Regions from separate parts of the Mus musculus genome. Here regions 1 and 3 are each linked to region 2. Evidence: chromatin contacts called from public HiChIP or PLAC-seq data. All regions are on one chromosome and are shown on one strand. Each heading gives the region's core, a stretch centred on a gene start, on an enhancer-like site or on the middle of the called end of the contact. The rest is flanking DNA. Distances are from core to core; before and after follow the strand shown.

The links. HiChIP or PLAC-seq counts read pairs in DNA pulled down with a chosen protein or histone mark.
Region 1: a contact with region 2 is called in a FOXA1 HiChIP or PLAC-seq map of pancreatic cancer cells. The contact joins the promoter of 1110008P14Rik here to the enhancer-like site in region 2. A contact is called at or near these places in 1 of 484 Hi-C or Micro-C datasets (neutrophils), 8 of 115 datasets of contacts at active chromatin or transcription factors (bone marrow-derived macrophages, embryonic stem cells, epiblast stem cells and 3 more) and 2 of 9 other capture datasets (adipose tissue and liver).
Region 3: a contact with region 2 is called in an H3K27ac HiChIP or PLAC-seq map of embryonic stem cells, with 6 read pairs. The contact joins two enhancer-like sites. A contact is called at or near these places in 1 of 39 promoter capture datasets (hippocampal neurons), 1 of 115 datasets of contacts at active chromatin or transcription factors (embryonic stem cells) and 2 of 9 other capture datasets (adipose tissue and macrophages).

Annotation. Positions count from the first base shown.
Region 1 is chr2:32,380,584-32,383,584 of GRCm38.p6, forward strand. 1110008P14Rik (RIKEN cDNA 1110008P14 gene) reads right to left here and starts at 1,332. Exons shown (of 2, transcript NM_198001.2): 1 at 1,109-1,332. The coding sequence starts at 1,187.
Region 2 is chr2:32,163,006-32,166,116 of GRCm38.p6, forward strand. The region is part of intron 1 of Prrc2b (proline-rich coiled-coil 2B); the gene reads left to right. Among named protein-coding and RNA genes, the nearest start is that of Prrc2b, 13 kb to the left of the region's middle. Within about 2 kb of position 1,791, at least 88 of the 459 cell types and tissues checked have an H3K27ac peak or open chromatin away from gene starts, as enhancers often do. A contact at or near this core is called in embryonic stem cells, extraembryonic endoderm stem cells, liver and 1 more, where this site is marked.
Region 3 is chr2:32,005,670-32,008,760 of GRCm38.p6, forward strand. It overlaps Nup214 (nucleoporin 214), which reads left to right. Exons shown (of 36, transcript NM_172268.2): 18 at 1,020-1,123. Among named protein-coding and RNA genes, the nearest start is that of Gm13609, 10 kb to the right of the region's middle. Within about 2 kb of position 1,817, at least 18 of the 459 cell types and tissues checked have an H3K27ac peak or open chromatin away from gene starts, as enhancers often do. A contact at or near this core is called in embryonic stem cells, where this site is marked.

The DNA.
Region 1 (3,001 bases), core at 82-2,581, 220 kb after region 2:
CCTTGCATGCCGTGGGAGGCTAGCAGAAGGGCCAGGAGAGGTCTGCAGGTTCCACCTATGTCCAGGGTACTTCCTAGCTAATGTCCTGGGACAGCCTCCTCCCCACCATCTCAGTGTCACTCAGAGTTACGCCACCTCCTCACTAAATTCCCTTATGTTCACCATGGCTGCCAGCAGTCACTGTTCCCCAACACTAGTGTCCCACCGCCTACCTCCAGGTGGATGGCAACCTTTATTAAAGAGCAGAACCCAGGTGCTGAAAATATTCTGAGTCTGTTGTGACAATGGCTATGCTGTGAATATATGAAACTGCAGAACTGTACATTTTAAATGGTACAACCTACAGTGTGACCTACAGCTTAATAAAGTTTTTATAACAAAGCAAAAGCATACCCCATCCTTATTGCACAGTAAAGTCCTGCCTGCCCTCTAGGTAAGGCACCACACCAGACTTGACTACACTCAGACAAAACAAAACAAAAACAAAAACCCGCTTTCAGAAGGAAATTGTACTCTGGAGTCTCACCATTTCTATCCCATTTCCCCTTAAATCCCACTACACCTCAATACAGAAGACACCAATGTGCCCAATATTGCTGATGGGAAAACTGAGGTTCCCAAACGTGCAAAAACAGTATGTGGGCTGATGAGTCCCCTGAGGTCCTTCTGCAGTGCTGTGCACCCAAACACAGTACTCAATAAGCAGGTCACACCAGCAAAACCAGGTGGCTGGGGTGCTGACTCAGCATAGTGGGGCGCCCACCCGGCCAACACCTCCTGCAGAGCCATGCAGGACCCGCCCCCTCTTCAGCGAGGAAAGTGTCTGAAGCAAATCCCAAACCCACAAGCGTCTCTGAAGCTGCCTCAGTTTCCCTATGCGACAGCAGGGCTGGTTAGCGATAGTTCTCCAGCACTGCAGCGCTCCGTTCGCTATTGCTCGCCATCGCCTCCGAGGTGGCTGTGGGGACAACTCCAGAGCCACTCAGGCAGAGTGAGACATCTCCTTAGTCCCTCCCACGCCCCACATCCCCGCCCGATTCCAGACCCTCGGACAGTACTCCCGGCAATGCAAAGGTCGCCTCAGCAACACCAACCCACCCCAGGTCACCTGCTTCCCCGAAGCTGTCATTCTCTCCTTCCGTGCCCGCATCCACCGGCATGCCTAGGTCCCCGTTGGGGCCCGACATTGCGGGCTCGGGCGCCGCAGAGGCCACGCGAAGATGGAACTTGGCGATCGTCGCGCGGAAAGCCGGCGCTGGGCGGAAGGTGCGAGCAGCTGGTTGAGCACCGGGCCGGAAGCGTGGAACGCAGCGGCGCACCGGGGCCCGCCCTGAGCCCCGCCCAAAGCCCAGCCCGTAGGCCCCCGCGCAACCACGCCCTTAAGCTCCGCCCCCTCCTTGCTTGGGCGCTCTATCGCGCTCACAAACATGGCTCCGCCCCGTCCCCTCTCGGGCTCCTCCTCCTCTCGCTTCCGAGCCCCGCCCCTCTCCCGGCCGCAGTGACCCGCTGTCAGCGGAGCAAGGTCGGGCAGTGGAGACCCTGGCCCGCTAGTGCTTGGGATGTGTTTGAGGCTCCATCCTGCTGCTTCCGCCCCTCTACGCGTTCGGAATCAGCACCTCTCCTCCCCAGTCACCAGGAATCAGCCTTCTTCCCATCTCCCCTTGATGCAGCCGAGATGATCCACAACCCCTGTCCTATCTTAGCCAATCTTGGCCTCATCTCTTCTCTTAGGACTCTCAACGGCTACACTTTTCGGGTGAGACCAGATTCCAGCCCAGGACAGTAGATGTGAAGCCAATCGGTTTGATTCACGCCAATAAATATGACATGGGCTGGAAAAGGAATGGGAAGTGTGTGTCAGGTTCCCAGTACAGAAAAGGAAGGCTTAGTGTACTTTGCTGTAGGTGCTCCTGGGGGCCGTGGAAGGTGGCGCTCCATCATGGAAGGCTTCATGATACAGACCTCCAGTGGTCACATCCCCTGACTCCATGCCCACTGGGAGGGGAAAAGAAACCTGTACAGAGTCAACATCCAATTGTGGATTGAACCCAGAGGAGCAATCCGGGATCCAGCTCTGTGTCAGGGTGGTGTCTCAGGAACTCTCAGAGACCACCATGGCATCATGGCACAGTGACTATTCCAGAGTGCAGCCTGGTCTCAGCATACAGGCTTTAGTAAAGCTGGGTGAGGAAAAGAGGATTCTTCCTCAAATCCCAGAAGGAGCACAGCCCTGTGGACACCATGAAACTACTGCAAGCGTGGGCATCTGGAACTGGAAGAGAGTACACGTGAGCTTCTGCAACTGGTATATGCTGCAACTTGTTACAGTGCCAGTGGGAAGCTCATGTCTGCATTAGCCAGGAAGAGGGAAGAAAGCCCTGTCTGTGCCAGGAGAGTTTGAAGAGCTCAACAGCAGCAAGAGGCTATGGGAAGCTGACTTCCTTGGTCCAACAGAAGAAACTGGATCTAGGCTAGAAAGATAGCTCAGCAATTAAGAGCACACAGTGCGCTGAGACCCAGTTCAATTTCCAGCATCCACATCAGCAGTTCATCCTCACCTGTAGTACCGGTTCCGGGAAAATCCATTTGTCTCTGGCCTCCTCAGGCACTTAACATATGTGCGTATACTTATATGCAGACAGACAGGGAAAAAAACAATAAATAAATAAGCAAAACTGGAAAGTTGGCTCGGCAGTTAGGAGCGCTGTTCTAAAGGATCTGGGTTCAATTCCCAGCACCCATATGGTGGCTCATAACTGTGTGTTGCTTCAGTTCCAAGTGATCTAACTCTTTCTCCTGGCCTCTATAAGAACTGCATATACATGGTTTGCACACATACAAAGGAAGGCAAAACATCCATATAAATAAAAATAAATAAATAGGAATCAGGGGGTTGTGGCACACAGCATTTGGGTAGCAGAGTCCAGAAGATCTCTATGAGTTCCAGGACAGTCTGTTCTATGTTCAGAGTTCCAGACCAGTCAGGGATACATAATAGCAG
Region 2 (3,111 bases), core at 541-3,040:
CCCACTGATAAAAGCATGACCCTCATGGGGGGCGGCAGGAACATTCAAAGCTGGCTGCATTGTGGACGATATGGCTGTTCCCAGTGGTCCAAGGTTTTCTTGTCCAGCACTTACTTCTTAGGTGGATCAGTGTGTTGGATTGACCTGGGTTCTTGATTCTCAAGTTAACTGAGTCTGGTGCCTGTGGAGATCAGAGGATGGGGCTGGGTCCCTTGGGACTGCAGTCACAGAGGGATATGTGCTATCGTATGGATGCTGGGAACTGAACCCAGGGCCTCCACAAGAGCCACAAGTGGTTGTAACCACTGAGCCATCTCCCCAGTGCCTTTTCCCGACCTTTAATAGTTGGTTGCTTGACATAGGTATGTCTGTGTTGGGGTTTTACTGTCTGAAGTCACAGCATGTCCTCTGAGTTCACATGTATTTTTTTTTTAATCTTTCTTGTGTAATGTCCTGGCTTATTTGTGGCATTTTCTTCTGCAGGCTGTGGTTTTGATTTTGTTTAGTTTTAGATGGGTTTTGCTTTTCTTTTGTGTGTACATGGTGGTGGTGCTGGCGGCGGCGGTGGTGGGGGCGGCGGCAGCGGCAGCGGCGGCTAAAGAAGTCCAGAGGACAGTCGCTAGGTGTCCTGGAGCTGGAGTTACACGGTGGCTGTGAACTGCGTGTTGTGGGTGCTGGGAACCAGATTCTGGTCTTACCTGCTGAGTTCTCTCTCCAGAACACCTCCCCTTTTTTCTGGTTTATGAGAAAGGCAGGTACCCCCGGGAACCCCCAACGCCCCTCTTTGCCTACTGAGTTTAGGATGGCAGGTGTGAGTAACATACCAGGTTGTTTAAATTCTCTATTTTAAAATCTTTTTTTGGGTTGGTTGGTTTGTTGAAAGGAGGTATCTGTCCGTGACATGAGACTCACTATGTAAACCAGGCTGGTCTTGAACTTGGAGTGGGTCCCTCTGCTTTTCAAAGGGCCTGAGTTCTTCATCGATTTGAGGGTTTGAGGAGCTAGAGGTGGAACTCAGTGGTTGAGGGCTTGTCTGACCCTTGTAGCCTGCGCCCATCCAGCCCGCACTCCCGCCCCCAGTCCCCGAAGTCAGGTTTTCGAACTTATTGAGGCTTTCTTTTCTTCTGTCTTTTCTTTCCTTATTTTTAGACAGGGTCTTGCTGTGTAGCCCAGGGTAGCTTGGAGCTAACAGCAATTCTGCTGCCTCAGCCTTCAGTCATAGGCATGGACCACCAAACCTGGCTTCTTTTTGAATTGTTTTAGCCTCTGTGGACAGAGATTTTGTTTGTTTTTCTGGATTTTGGACTTTCCCTCAAGGCTGATACAAACTCCTTTTTGAGTACCTTTGCGTTCTCCCTGGGGGCAGGGAGCTGGTATCTTCTTTGCACCTATTTGAGTGGGCTTTGTGTACCAAGCTGTGGAAATTTATGTATATTTTCTCTTGTGTTTATGACTTTTATTTTAAAATTGCTCTGCACATTTACGTTCATGTCGGGTCCATTCTTCTGTGTGTGGCTTGTCCCCGACCTTTGCAGAGTAGCTCTCCGCCTTTTACTTGTCTCTCCTCCAGCATCACTTTGTGCGCTTCGTCCACACAGCCTTGAGTTTATTTGTTCTCACTGCTGAATAGTCAACACAGTGTTTACCCACTGTAGGGTGATGGGCATCTGGCCTACTTCCGTTAGATCACGAGGCACCAACAGTCTCGGGTCTTCAATGCATGCGCCTGTGTGTTTTGTCAGTCCTAGGCAGGGTGTGGCAGCGATACCATGCCTTTCCAGTTGTGGCTTGATTAGCACAGCACCGGCAGTGCCCAGAGCTGCCATGTACGGCCCCACAGGCTTGCCAGCGTGGTCCTGAGAGGGTGTAGTTTCTGCCTAGACTGATCTCCAGCTTCATGTAATTCCAGGAGCGGCCCCAGCAGCCTCTTCTTGTTGGCATTTGTTTAGAAATATACAAACCGATTTCTTAAATTTCTTTGAAAATGCAAAAAGCCAAAAATAATGAGGGCATTCCTGAAGAACAGAGCTGAGGGGCTGTCCCACCAGGTATGAGGATGTCATGAAAGCCTCAGTCATGGAGGTAGTGACATAAAGACAGAAGGGACGGTCAGTGAGCTGAAGGACAAAAATGTCTAGAACCAGATGCATTGCTTTCGATAGCCTGTCTCTGCTGGTGAGCTTCCTGTCACTGTTAACACATACCTGTGGTAACTTACGGAAGAAGGACAAAGGTCCACAGTTCTGCAGCGTCCGGTCCATGGTTGGTTGGCCCTGTGACAAGGCAGCACATGTTGATGGGAGCATGTGATGCTCAACCCATTACCAACCAGGGAGGAAAAAGAAAGGAAAGCCAGGCAGTGGTGCATGCCTTTAGTTCCAGCAGTTGGGAGACAGAGGCAGGCTGTTCTCTGAGAGTTCAAGGCCAGCCTGGTCTACATATCAACTACTACCAGGACAGCCTTAAAAGAAGGGGGAGGAGGACACTGGGCCCCCACAGTCCCTTTTAAGGGCACAGCTCCATTGAGCTGAAGACCAGCCGTAAAGGTTTCCGCATCTCCTTTATTGCCGCCTTGAGGTTGGGGGCGGGGGCAGACTAGGCTTTGCCTTTCCACCTTGAGTGGCTTTTGAGGTCTCACACCCTGGAGCCTCTGTCCTGGTCTTGGCTGGGCTCTTTCCCTACAGCACTGCTGCCTTCTCAGGTGACCTGTGGCTGTCATTTTGGGGCATTTTTGCCTGTTTCTTCGAGCTTATTTTCCTGTTCCTTCCGGTGTCATCTTCTGAAACTGAGGCATCAGAAGGCAGCCACTGTCTTAAACAACAAGGCTGTGTTTTCTTTCTTTCTTTCTTTCTTTCTTTCTTTCTTTCTTTCTTTCTTTCTTTCTTTTTTTTTTTTAGATTTATTTATTATTATATCTAAGTACACTGTAGCTGTCTTTAGATGCACCAGAAGAGGACGTCGGCAGATCTCATTACAGATGGTTGTGAGCCACCATGTAGTTGCTGGGATTTGAACTCAGGACCTTCGGGAGAACAGTCAGTGCTCTTAACCACTGAGCCATCTCTCCAACCCAACAAGGCTGTTTTTTACCAAGTAAAGTCAAGTCCAGAG
Region 3 (3,091 bases), core at 567-3,066, 160 kb before region 2:
ACAATTTTCATGTGGGGTATATTGCCATGGGACCACAGATGACAAGGTGGAAGCCACTGCAAAATGTTGCAGCCTGCCTTTGAAGAAGGTGCTGCTCCACCCAGTTGGCACGTGTTCGGAAGAAAGGGCATCAGCTAGTGCAGGCCTGAGGTCATGGCTGAGGTGGGTGAAAGAAAGCCTTCTATGGTCATTGAATGCCTTTGAGGCCGCTGCCTCCCTGGATTCAGCTTGGCTCTTTCTAAATGACATTTTCTGTTTTATGGTTGAGACAGAACACTTTTCTCAGAATGTGTGTGAAATACATTTCCCCACAGTCAGATAAGTGCCATGTGTGAAGAGCCTCCTGGGCTGTTCTCAGTGCCTGTATACTTCGTTGATTAAATAATTAGCTCCATTTTTAATTTTTGAGTGAAAAATCGTATAGCCATGAAGGTTAGCTGTGCCCCCAGCTGAAAGAGTGTTATTACAGGCTTAGCAGCCTGTTGGAGTTTTAGGTGTGGTGAGTTGACTTCCAGTATGGATAGCATTGTGTATTTTTGAATAGTGCTTCTCAAATGGTGAGATGGCCTGTATGTTCTGTGCTATGAATATCTAGGGTCAGAGGTATTCCCAGCACCAATTGTTGAATCAGCTTGTCTACTTGACAGTTCATTTCATAATGGGGGAGGAGAACTAAATGGGCGCACTGTGAGTGAGCATAGTGGGCTGCTCCTGCAAGTCCCACCCTTCCCAGGGGCAGCAGGGGAGAGGAAGTGGGTGCGTCTGTTCCTCTCATCCTCTCCCCCAGTCTCTGCTCCATCTCTGTTACACTACTGCAGAAATGGAATTTCCGTTTTTCATTTTATTAAATGGCTTTTATTTAATGGATATATTAAAGCCTAGTGTTTTCCTTGTTCATACAGTTCTCAATATAGAAATATTTCAAGATTATTTTTGAATACTTTAATGCATCTTCCCCCCAGCTACCCAGCTAGCTACCAGAACAATGAATCATTTGCCTTTTAATTTTTCTCTTGTAGGAAATTCGCCGCCTTCACCAGTACGTGAAATTTGCTGTCCAGGATGTGAATGACGTCCTAGACTTAGAGTGGGATCGGCATCTGGAGCAGAAGAAGAGACAGAGGTGAGGGCGAGGACATGTTATCCCCTCCGCTTTTTGTAGGAGCACAAGTAAAAATCTCACAGGCACCTTTCCTCCTGCTTAGCCATTTCACCTTTACATGTATCATTTACAAAACCCTGAGTGATGGCCGTTGTAATTTATATAAATGAGTTTGCATCACATCTTATGCATGGAATTTTAAAATGATAACTTGAATTTTAACTGGGCGTGGTGGTGCACGCCTTTAATGCGAGCACTTGGGAAGCAGAGGCAGGTGAATGAATCTTTGAGTTCAAGGCCAGCCTGGGCTATACAGAGAAACCGTGTCTCGAAAACAAACAAAAAAAAGAATATGCATTTTGTAAGGGTTGAGAGTAGCTCGGGGATAAGGCAGTTGACTTCTGTGTGTCTATACCACATGTTCAATGTCTAGCATTTCAATTGTCAAAGCCCAAACATCAAGAAGGTATACGTTACCCTTTGTTGCCACCGATAACATGTTCTTGAGGAATTACATTGAATGATTTTTATCTTGTATCAAACGTATAAAATAATTGAAAAGCATTTCAGATGTTTTCAGTGGGAAGGTACAAGTGTTGGAGAGAGGAAGCAGATCTGTGGGGAGATTCACAGAAGCACCTCACAGCTCCACCCTGCTGCCAGGTGGGACTTGTGTAGTGGTAACATGGCTAGTGTGACAGTCCCACTGTCTCCAAGACACACTGCCAACTGTGCAGGCTTCAGTTATCCTGTAAGCCTGCTGCATTGCTGAGCTGCGCGCCCATATCAAACATGCCTAGGCCAGCGAGTTCCCAGTTAGTCATAACCTGGCTGCAGTGTCTAAGTCCATTATGTGAAAGAACTCAGTGGGGAAACCCCCACTCAGCTCCCGATTCGGCGTGCACCCAAGAATCACGAATAGAACACAACACCTTGATGTAACAACAAGAGGTTTTTAATGGCGGAGCTCCGGGTCGAAACGTATCTCACATAACAGGAGACAGTGGATTCGACCACGAGGCTTGGAAGCTAGGGGTTTTTATAGAAAAGGAGTGGGGCTGGGGGAGGAATTGGCGCGGTTTCACATGATTGGTCCATTTAAACATCAGCTGTAACATTTAACTTAGGTCAGAGGGGTAGGAGATAGGGAGGCGATGGGCCTGCCCGGGCATGTCCTGGTCTGTTCTGCTATGTTCTCAGCCCCAGGTTTCAAAGCTCACAAACAACTCTTTGGGCTATTTGACATACATTACATGAATTACAGTTTTATTTCCTTTCATATGCATATCTTGTACATAACTGTGCTACAGGATAATTTATGTGTTATGTGTCTGTGGTGTACATTGCAATATTTTGTGAAATGTAAGATTATTTCAATATTATTATGTGAAATGAAATATGGATGATGGAACCAACCACCCAAGTGTCATGCCAAGGAAAACATCAAATAAACCTAGAACAATGGAAAAAAAAGAGAATTCCCCATGGGATTGGATAGGATGGCTCAATGGTTAACAGTCCTGGCTGATCTTCCAGAGGACCTGAGTTCAATTCCCATCACCCACATTGGGTACTGCACAGCTGCCTGTAACTCCAGCTTCAAGGAATCTGACCATCTTCTTTGCACAAGCTCTGTATGTTCATAGTGCTCATACTCTGACACACACTAAGTAAACACACCTTAGAAAACAGAGAGCAGTCCTCTTGTACATTTGTTAGTTTTCCAAGTTGTCCTTTTGAGAAAATATTTTTCTTCCCACCCCCACTTTTTTTTTTTTTTGGTTTGTTTGTTTGATTAGCATTTTGAGAAATGCTCTCACCGTTTATTGTCCCGAAGGCCTTGGGTGCTTGGCATTCCTCCTGCCTCAGTCTCCCAAGGGCTGGGAATGTAAGCATGAGCATGAGGGAAAATTAATTAAGGTGGCTGTTTAAAGTGATGCTGAAGACGGGCGAGCTTGCAGCTGCCTGTCATGGTCTGGTTTGTGCTTG